3 separate regions of the Mus musculus genome follow, and regions 1 and 3 are each linked to region 2. Evidence: chromatin contacts called from public capture Hi-C and promoter capture Hi-C data. All regions are on one chromosome and are shown on one strand. Each heading gives the region's core, a stretch centred on a gene start, on an enhancer-like site or on the middle of the called end of the contact. The rest is flanking DNA. Distances are from core to core; before and after follow the strand shown.

The links. Promoter capture Hi-C pulls out the DNA fragments that hold promoters and counts their contacts. Capture Hi-C pulls out chosen DNA fragments and counts their contacts.
Region 1: a contact with region 2 is called in a promoter capture Hi-C map of embryonic stem cells, with 3 times the contacts expected there. The contact joins the promoter of Ly75 here to the enhancer-like site in region 2. A contact is called at or near these places in 4 of 39 promoter capture datasets (the 3T3-L1 cell line, the SN4741 cell line, embryonic stem cells and 1 more), 1 of 115 datasets of contacts at active chromatin or transcription factors (epiblast stem cells) and 1 of 9 other capture datasets (embryonic stem cells).
Region 3: a contact with region 2 is called in a capture Hi-C map of embryonic stem cells, with 5 times the contacts expected there. The contact joins two enhancer-like sites. A contact is called at or near these places in 1 of 115 datasets of contacts at active chromatin or transcription factors (embryonic stem cells) and 1 of 9 other capture datasets (embryonic stem cells).

The regions. Positions count from the first base shown.
Region 1 is chr2:60,381,300-60,384,566 of GRCm38.p6, forward strand. It overlaps Ly75 (lymphocyte antigen 75), which reads right to left and starts at 1,974. Exons shown (of 35, transcript NM_013825.4): 1 at 1,839-1,974. The coding sequence starts at 1,932.
Region 2 is chr2:61,400,583-61,404,009 of GRCm38.p6, forward strand. No RefSeq gene overlaps it. Among named protein-coding and RNA genes, the nearest start is that of Gm39834, 32 kb to the left of the region's middle. Within about 2 kb of position 1,754, at least 177 of the 459 cell types and tissues checked have an H3K27ac peak or open chromatin away from gene starts, as enhancers often do. A contact at or near this core is called in the SN4741 cell line and embryonic stem cells, where this site is marked.
Region 3 is chr2:60,315,869-60,319,267 of GRCm38.p6, forward strand. Ly75 (lymphocyte antigen 75) reads right to left here. Exons shown (of 35, transcript NM_013825.4): 26 at 2,440-2,605; 27 at 221-388. Among named protein-coding and RNA genes, the nearest start is that of Cd302, 33 kb to the left of the region's middle. Within about 2 kb of position 1,428, at least 5 of the 459 cell types and tissues checked have an H3K27ac peak or open chromatin away from gene starts, as enhancers often do. A contact at or near this core is called in embryonic stem cells, where this site is marked.

The DNA.
Region 1 (3,267 bases), core at 724-3,223, 1.0 Mb before region 2:
TGATTGCTCTTCCAGAGGTGCTGAGTTCAATTCCCAGCAACAACATGGTGGCTCACAACCATCTATAATGGAATCTGATGCACTATTCTGGTGTGTGTGTGTGTGTGTGTGTGTGTGTGTGTGTGTGTCTGAAGACAGCTACAGTGCACTCATATAAATAAAAATAATTAAATTTAAAAAAATAAAAAGAAGTGCAGAAGAAGGGATGGAAATGCCTGTGGGGAACATTGGTATGGGAACACACTTAAGCCTAACATTCTCTGCTTTGGGTCCCTGAGACAGGATGGGGTCTGTGGAGACTGTGGTGCTTCAGTCAGAGTTCCCATTGCTGTGATAAACACCACAACCCAAAGCAGCTTGAGGAGGAGAGAGTTTGCTTCAATTTACAGTTTCACAGCAGACTCTGTCATCAAGAAGTTAGGGCAGAAACTCAAGGCAGGAACGGAAACAGAGGCCATAGAGGATTGCCTTGCTTCCCATGGCTTGGCCAGTCTGCTTTCTTAGACCATCCAGGCCCACCTGTCCCTGGGTGGCCTCGCCCACAGTCTGCTGGGCCCTCTACAGACTTGCCTATAGGCCAATCTGATGGAAGAATTTTCCCAATCAAGGTTCCTCTACCAGATGACAGTAGCTTGTGTCAGGTTGATGACAAACAAACAAACAAACAAACAAAAAACCAACAGGGACATTTGGATATTAAGGGAATCTTAAAATTTGTGAAGGAAGCAAAACAGGACTCCCAGATGTAGGTAGAAACCAAGAGAGAAGTGATTGGAAGTTAGCATGCTCTCTGCTGTAAACTGCTGCAGGTAGAGTTTTCTCCTCGGATTATGCAACAGACAGAATTGAGCTCTCATATCACTAAAAGATTCTACTATATTACTTCCTTTGGTTGTTCCAGTGCAGAAGGTCAAAGGACCATTGAGAAGAGTCGGTCAAGACAGGACTCATTAAAGGGTAGGTTGATGACACCTAGTCTTGCAGAGCACTCTTTCCATAACTCTGGACACCATCTACATCAGAAAGTAAGTAAGCGTAGCTCCAAAGAAAGCCAGAGGCACACTCAGAACTTCCTAAAACACATCTTGACCACCTTTTCCTTCTTCACACCGGTGAGATAGCAGAAGTAGCTGGTGAATGTTTGCAGCCTATAGGCTGCCATTTATATAGTCCAGTTAAATAAAAAGGTCCTTGGCACACCTTTCGTTGAAGCAAAAAGAGAAAGTAAAAGCAAAACTCTAACTGCTAAGTGGGATGGTGCTGCTGGCACTACGTGAGCTTTACAGAAGGCATCCTTTCCCCACTGACAGGAAGTGACCTGCACTTCTGTTAGGGGCCAGCTGAGTTGGGGAGCATTTGGAAATAATAACCAGATTAGATGAGCCTCTGCTCATGGGGACTGGGAAGGGCATCCTAATACTCCTTCCTGGCTGACTTCTGGGGACAATGGTTGAACCTGATTTCCTTTTCCTTGCGTTAAGTGGGCACAGTAAAGTCGTGATGGCTGGGAGTCCTTGTGGTGTTGGGTGAAGGCTCATCATTGTCCCGGAGGTTCCAAGACGACCAAGGGGCGACAGGGATGTAAAAGGAGGTGGTGAACCTCAGGAAAGCATGATTTCAGGGGACAGTGGAGGACCAAGGGGCAGAAAAGTCTCTGGGAAAGAGCTGTGGGCCTCTTCTAGGCAGAGGGTCCCTCCGCACCACATGGCCTTGCCCGCTGCTCTCCTAGGCCAGACCTCCCTACTTGTCTGCTCCAGAGACACAGAGAGCAAAGCGATCGCGACCCGACCCGAAGGAGGCAAATGCTCAGAGCAGCAGCGTCGAGGTCGCCCGGTTACCTGAGCTCTCAGAAGGCTCCACAAGCCCGAAGGACCGCAGCAACAGCAGGAGTAGCCCCGCCGCCAGGCCCGGGGTCACCCGGCCCGTCCGCATCTCCAGTCCCAAGCCTCTCCTGCCCGCACCGGCTTCAGCGGTGAGCCCCGCCGGCCTCACCACGCCTCTGGGGCAACCTCTGAGGCGCGCAGACCCCGCCTCCGCCGCGCTCGGCCAATCAGAGCTCCGCTTTGGGTCCCGGGCCCAGCGGAGGCTTTGCAGGAGTCCCCACCCACCCAAGGCAGACCTCTGCGAAGGCTCGGGACCTCCAGAAGGCGGGAGGAGTGCACAGGACAACCACAGGGTTTGGGAGTCCACTCCCCATCTTCTTAAGCAAATTTGGGGAAGTGCGGCTCTGTCAGTGTAGCATTTGTCCTTCCTTGTAGAGAGACAAGGCGGTGAGCTAGGGCTTCGGACCTTGGCTGGTTGGAAATGTGCACACAACCACGTGGGGTCACTATGGACCGCGGGGTGGGGGGGTGGGGGTGGGGAGTGCACACTTGGATATGCGGTGACCTCAGTTGTGCTTAACAACATCATAGTCATTTTGGAAGTATGAGTAAAGGTGGAGTAAAGGAACGTTGGGGGGTTGACCTGAAATTGTCAACCCATATTAAACGTGACAGTTATTCCAGCAATTGTACTACTTTTAAGGAGATTTAACTATTGGACCTTTGCAGAGTTCTTTTTTTCCCCCCATTAATAATCTAGTAGTAACAATCTATTTGAAATGTGGAAGTCTGCACCCAGAATCTGAAATTCAAGCCCATTTATTCTGTCCCTTGGACAACGCTACCACAAATAGGACAAGTTCCAAACTAACTAACTTGCCTAGAAGTGAAAATTTTTTGAAATATTTATTGAGTATAGGGTACTTGAGATAGCTCTCATCCCTGTTCCTCAAAGGTGGCTATTATCCTCAGGATTTGTCTAGGTCTACTTTCCAAGTTCCAACTGCCCAGGTGGTTCTAAACTCATCCTGGTACCATACTTCTCCTCCCATGCTTTGGCCTTTGTGTTTAGTGGCTACACAGAGCACTTAGCATAGTAAAGAGGCACGCCTCGATTGCCTTCTGGCCTTATGGAAGAGTTGAAGCCTACACAATAACTTGGGCAAAGTGCACAGGAGGATCAGACAGAGCATCCAGAAAGGTAACTGCTCAACCGGAACTGGAGAGATGGCCGGGGTTTGGGGATGGGGGAGTAAAACAGAGGCAAAGAATGCAAAGTGAGCTTGGAGATCCAGTGTGACTGATAGTAGGAGAGAGAGAGAGAGAGAGAGAGAGAGAGAGAGAGAGAGAGAGAGAGAGAGAGGGATGGAGGGACAGAGGGAGAGAGAGAGAGAGAGAGAGAGAGAGAGAGAGAGAGAGAGAGAGAGAAGGGAGGGGGAGGAAG
Region 2 (3,427 bases), core at 504-3,003:
AATGGGAAGGGGCGGTGAGCAACACTGGCTGGAATGATCAAGAGGAGATCTGGAAATACAAGGTTGATTTAAGATAGACTCTGAAGGAAGGACTTAAAAGAAAAGAAACGACATTCCCAGCAAGTATCTGGTAAACCATGGCATACTTGCCAAGAAGAAATTTCATTTTGAGGTCATAAATGCCCAGATTGATCTAATCTTTATTCAAAACAAACTTCTAAGAAGAAGTTTAAGTGAACTTAGATCCTTAACAAAGGAGCCATTTCCCACTGAGAGGACTTAGATTGGGGCTTCTCCAGTTATCCTCAGCAGCCTCCAATTAGTCTAATCTCTGTAGGACGTGATCTCCGCCCAAGGCATTTGGGGGAGAAGGGTAAACACTGCCTTCTTTCTGGTCGCAGTAACAATTTTGAAATACTAACAGATAGATTATCCTTGTGCTTTTATCTTTCACCTTCCACCCCAGCTGCTTTGCACTCTTAGCCAGAGAGAGGGAGAAGGGAAGGGGAAAGAAGGGGGGAGAGAGAGAAGAAGAAGAGGAGGAGAGAGGAGAGAAGTGGGGAAGGGGGGGTAGGAGAGGCGCCACAAGGGGAGAGAGATGGTTGTTTTGTAGTACAAGATGGATGGGGGAGGGGAAACTTTGACTTTGAAAACTCCAAGTGGAAATTTTGAAAAAAGATAGGGAACGATTCTTAAGTTGCCCTCATCTTTAAAGATGTTGCACTAGATTAAGATGCCTAACATCATACAGTCTTCTATCTAGAACCACCCCCCCCCTTTTTTTTTCAAAACAAATGGTATGTTTCCTGGGGGCTTGGCTTCTCTGCAATTGTGTAGCCCTTGGTAGAATGACGTACTAGAGCCTTGGCCTCTCCTTTTCTTTATCATTAAGTGGGTACCAAATATGCTTCATTGATAAGGGCTTAATATTTTGTTATCTCTCCATTGAACCAAAATTCAAGGCGATGAATGCTTCAGCATATTCTAGAGTTCAAAATGTAAAGCCCAACAATTTTATCTAGTCTCATGACCTTAGTTTCCACGTATAAAGGCAAAAACCTCCAGCAAAGGGATGTTGTGTCTGCCTCAGACAGTGGTGGTGAAGGTTAAATTAGATACTGCTGAGGCATTTGCCACGGTGGGGGTGGGGGAAGTTGGCTCAGAGGACATAAGCACTACTGGTTTATTGGTGACAGAATGTCACATAAGAGCCCTCGTGTGCTTGTTTTCAATAAGTCTTTTCTGGCTAGTTAAACAACCCTATTTTAAGAGTCCCCAAAGTTAGGCATATACACGCCTCTTCCCTCTCTCTCCCCGCCAACACCTCACAATGACAGGGTCAAGAGACCGCCTTTGGTATATGCTGCCCCAAACCGACTCTTCTAGTCCCTGCTAATAAAATGTAAAGAATGTGATACAACAGGCGTCCCGAGTTAGGAGACGGAGGGAGGCTGCCAGAGATGTGGTCCCAGTGGGCTCTCAAAACCTCTAGTATTCAGTTTATCTTGGGTAAAGCCTTTGTTAGAATTAAAGAAAAAAAAAAAAAAAAGGCAGGCTGTTGCAAACCAGCTTCTCGGTAAGCTATAGTCGCTTCCTTGGCTACCCGCGACATGGGAATAATCGTTCAACTAGTCCCATTTCTATTGCGACTGGAAACAGGAAACGAATAAGGTACAGTCTTAAACAAAAACAAAGAGACTGAAAGACAAACCAGATTGTCCCAGGGTTCAGGAGAGGTTTGTGCTAAGTGTTAGAAGGTTCAGATCTGGTGGATCCTCCCCCACTTTCTGCCATTCCAGAAATTCCTTAGGGGGGGAGGTGAGGCGGGGGGGTGGGGGGGGGGGGGGGAAACGAAGAGCTGTTCTAAACTGCACAGCACTGCCATCTTCAGGGCCAACGGGGAAAATATTTTCCGGGTCAGTCAGACAAATCATCGTCCTGAATGCTTCATTTAAATATAATCAAATGCTTAAAACTTTGACAAGCATACAGTCTGTAACAGATTTTCTTTTTCTTTTAGCGTTTTCCATGTTTGGAATGTCAAAGGACACATTTTGGGGGGGGGAGGAGTCTGTGTATGTGATATATGAACATTAAAAATACGTATTTGCCAATTGAAAGTTATTTTCAACTGGAAAGATTAACTAGCTTACACTACACTGCCAGGTGATGGAGCAAAACAGACGCAAACATAGTGTTCTGAAATTTTTTTTTCCGTAAAAAGAAGAAAGGATGAATGTAATGGTTCCACAGTGCCGTTTGAACAGATGGTGTGATTAACAACTAGTGTGTTAGCCGTCTCAGGAGCTCACCGAGAGTAAACAAATGCAACGGGAAAATCACTTTCCTCCCCAAAGAGTTTTTAGTTCATTTTATTACGAAAATTTGGAAGTCTGCATTTTGAAAGCTGAGTATCCTTAGAGGATACTGGGAATAAGAAGGGAGGGAGGAGTTTCTGGAGGAAGACTCAGAAAGACTATTCTCTTCCTGATGAAGAATGCCGAAGCTCTCACAGAGCTGAGATGGGGGTAGTCTGGGCTGCGGCTGTCATCGGGATGCTGGAGGTGGGTGGTGCATGGTCCTACACACAAGCCATAAAATAAAAAGGTCAGATTCTCTTCCCGGCTCTTGTCCTTGCTCTCTCTGGACTGCGGTTTCTTTTGTTTGAAAATCTGAAGGAAAACCAGACCAACTGAACAGCTGTGTTTCAGAAACTTTAATGTGCACCTGGGGATCTCATTAAGATGCAAATTCTAACCTGGGGTAAGGTAAGGTCCAGGCTTTGAAATTCTTACAGACTCCTAGGTAATGCTGATGCTGCTGATCCATGGCCTGCGTTTACCACCTGGCCTCTAAGAGCCTTCCAGTGGTGGTGCTCTAGCATCCCATAATAGGTGATGCAAAGCTAGCTGATAAGAGGCAGAGTCTGCCTTCCTAAGCCCGACTCAGAACTACTTGTGGATAAAAATACCTAATAAATATATCACACGTTGCACTGATTTTTTTAAAGACCTTTTTTTTTTAAGTATTTTTCTATGGGAAGGTATTTCGCGTGAGTAGAGTGTGCAAGGACCAGAAGAGTACACACGAGGTGGAGTTATATATAGTAGTCATGAGCTGTCATAGTGGGTGCTATGAACTGAACTCAGGTCCTCTCCTCAGCAAGGTCAGAACACCCTGCTGAGCCATCCCTCTTGCATGGGTTTTAAAAGTAAATCACTTAGGTTGTCTGTTTTCTTTTAATCTGCTAGAGAATTAATCTGGAAGGGACCCCAAACCACAGCCACAGCCCATACATTATATTATATATTATGGGGATGAGATGATCAAGAGTCTGAGATGGAGCATCAGACAGCATCTGCATAGTCAACATCAATCCCAAGACTGCGGGGGATTTTAAAATGTCACTTTAGGAAAGGCACTGGAA
Region 3 (3,399 bases), core at 178-2,677, 1.1 Mb before region 2:
TCTCTTTGACCTTGGCTCCAATTAGTGGTGTAACTGAGTTTCCTGCCACACGGGGTGACCTGTTCGTCTTCGGTCAGTCTAGGCTGCTTTGGGACCACTTCTCTGTTCTCTACTGTGAGAACTAGGAGAGGTCATCACCAGTGCTACCCTGGGGATGGATCTTCATACCAGGTGATGAGTGTATCGTCCCGATACACGATGGCAGTGGGACATTACTTACGCAGCTTCTCGCACGTGGACTGCACTTCCTCCGGTGTGACTGTCTTATGCCTGTTGTTGGTAATCATGAAATTGTAGCAGGAGTTCTGGAATGGTATCCATGGGGTGCTCTGTACAGGAGACGGGCATTTAGCAGTGTCCAGTGCTCTGACCTCCTCCTCAGTCTCATCTGGGGGAAGAAAAGTTAATGGTAAGAACTCTAATTTCGGATGTAAATGTTAAATCCTGTTCACAGTCATTAGACTTGATTTGTGGGAAATATGAAGGAAGTGAGGAAGTGACAGCCTTGTTCTGTTTACACTTGAATATAGCATGAAGCATGCTGGCTCTCTGTGGTGAGGAAATTATCTGACATAATTTTCTTACTCCTGCTGTGGAGTGGAGGAATGTGAAAAAAAAAGAGGCGTTTTTAGGTTACATGAGTTTCTGTCTTCCTGTTTTATTAAATGTCAAGTGCCAGGAGCCTCCTCAGAGGGACTCTATAAACATATTAATTAACAATAGGCATCTAACTGCAACCGTGAGATTCACTCTCACATTTCTGCTTACTGATTTCTCTAATTTTAATGAAATAACTTCAATGAAATAGTTATTCTTTTAACAAAATTAAACAGAAATATCATTTAGAAAATGGCCTTTAGAATATCTCATTTTTTTTATTCTATGAAAGTAATATATTCAAGAGGATGCAAGTATAGATACGCTAAAGTCAAAATAATTCAGATTCATTATGTCTTAGAGACTATCTGGCATTTTCCTCCCATTTAGCAGCAAACCCCTTTGTCTCAGAAACAGTGTGTTCTTTTTACCACAAACCCAAGAATGTGGGCCCCTGACAGGGCTGGGGATTGCATATTCTCAGGCTGAGGCCAATGGATTCTAGGAGCTTGAAAGGTTGGATTCAGATGTCATACACTCACCTCATTGATAGGCAGAAGAGAGAGTTGCAGAGCAGCCATGTTCTGCTACTGGGCAGAAAGGGCAGAAAGTTCACAAGGGGCAGAGTGCAGACACAGAGAGAGGCAGAAAGGACAGGCGCACACATGGTACATCTCTGGGTTTCTGTTTTCTTGTTGGTGTCAGGAGATTTTTTTGGTTTGTTTTATTTTGTGTTTTGAGATAGCGTCTTGCTATCTAGCCTTGACTGGCCTGGAATTTCCTTTGTAGACCAGGCTGGCCTCACGCTCATAGAGAGCTGCTTGCCTGAGGCTCCCTAGTGCTGGGTGTCTGAAGCCCATTTCCGGGTGGTTGAGTTCCATCTTTGTTTGCAGGGTGGTTTTCTAAATTCCCTTCTGACTGAAGCTGCCTCAAGTGAGTGCAGCTCCCCATAATCAACTGAGCCTTTGTTTGTTTCTGAGACAGGGGCTTGCCTGGCAGCCCAGGCTTGGCTGAGCTTTGCCTGGTCTTCTGCTCCACCTCTGAGTGTTGTCCTTAAAGGTATGTGCCACCATGCCTGGAATTTTAACAGTGGCTCACGATGTTAGTCATTGATGTTAAGGATTAATTAAGGCCAGGCGGTGGTAGTGGCGCACGCCTTTAATCCCAGCACTCGGGAGGCAGAGGCAGGCGGATTTCTGAGTTCGAGGCCACCCTGCTCTACAAAGTGAGTTCCAGGACAGCTAGGGCTACACAGAGAAACCCTGTCTCGAAAACAAAACAAAACAAAACAGAATTAATTAATAAAGAGTTTCCATAAGTTAGCTTTGTAAGTATATAAAAGTAAAACTATATGTGACATGAGGCAGAACGGGACTGTATATGTCCATCAATGTCAATTAACATAGTCAGCTGGTATACAAAAGACAAACTCCAAAGTAAGAACTAAGGACAAAGCAATCCATAATCAACAATTATGAATACAAATCCTTGCACCAGTTCTGTTGGGGAAAAAAATGACTATGGTGGGAACTGGGGGTAGCTCTGTGGTTAAGAGATGTCTGCTCTCACCGAGGACCTGATTTGATTCCCAGCACCTATATCGTGGCTCACAACACGTGTGACTCCAGTTCTAGGATTGTGACGTCCTCTTCTGGCTTGATGGACACTAGGCATGCACGAGGTGCACAGCCACGTGTACTACCCAAACACGCAATAATGATACACTATGATAATGACTTTCTTATAATCCCCTAATACAAAATAAGAGTTTGCAAAACCAAACAGACACAGTTTTACTACTCCGGATGGGTAAGGGGATGGAAACAGTTGCAATCCACATACTTCCTGGATAGTAGCAAATGGCGCCAGGCTGGTTATCATCACAGTCAGCTGTTTTCCAGAATCCATCTGTGTCTAATATCACGCAGTCATCAAGTTGCTCATTGCTTCCAGCCCAGTTACTAAATTGAAGACGTTTCCCATCTGACCAACCAAAGTTGAGTTCATCCTATGAGGTGTAGAAATTCATTTCAGAGACAACATTGACATTATTTCTCTATATTACTTTAACCCATGAGATCAAATGTTTATTAGTTGCATTATTTCTCTATATTACTTTAACCCATGAGATCAAATGTTTATTAGTTGCATTTTGTACTGTGTTAAGCATTGTCTTAAATGTTTGAATCCTTGTGACAACCATTTGAGAGGGCCCTCGTGTCCTTTCCACAGGTCACTGAGACTGAGTGAGTGTGGCTGAAACCCCGTTCATGTGATTAAACCCTAGACTCTGTGGCCCTAACTCTAATGCTGCTCACAGACATCAGAACTGTTTTTTGGAAACCAGAAAGCTAAAACGGAGCGAGGATCACTCTGTGTAGGGAGGACTCTGGAGACAACATGGCTAAAACGGAGTGAGGACCACTCTGTGTAGGGAGGACTCTGGAGACAACATGGCATACCCGAAAGAACAGAAAGGAAGGAACCTGTGTGGTTGTCAATCATCGTCCAATCTCTTGTGAGCATTTGATTTGTGAGACTGTCCCTCCAACTTTCCTGCCCTCTGTCTGTGAAGAGGCTGAGACACAAGACTAGACTAGTGTCAAATGCAGAATCAGGAGCAGGCTGGCACCCAGAGCTACAGAAATGCTCATTGCCTTAGTCTCAACTCTTCAAGACAATGCATCTTACTGTTTTCACACTGGTCTCTGAGACGAGGCAGCTTCCTTTTCAGTATTATAGATCAGTCCAGAAGTCTCTAAACACTTGCCTTTAGAACTTGACAAGACCAGATCACCCACC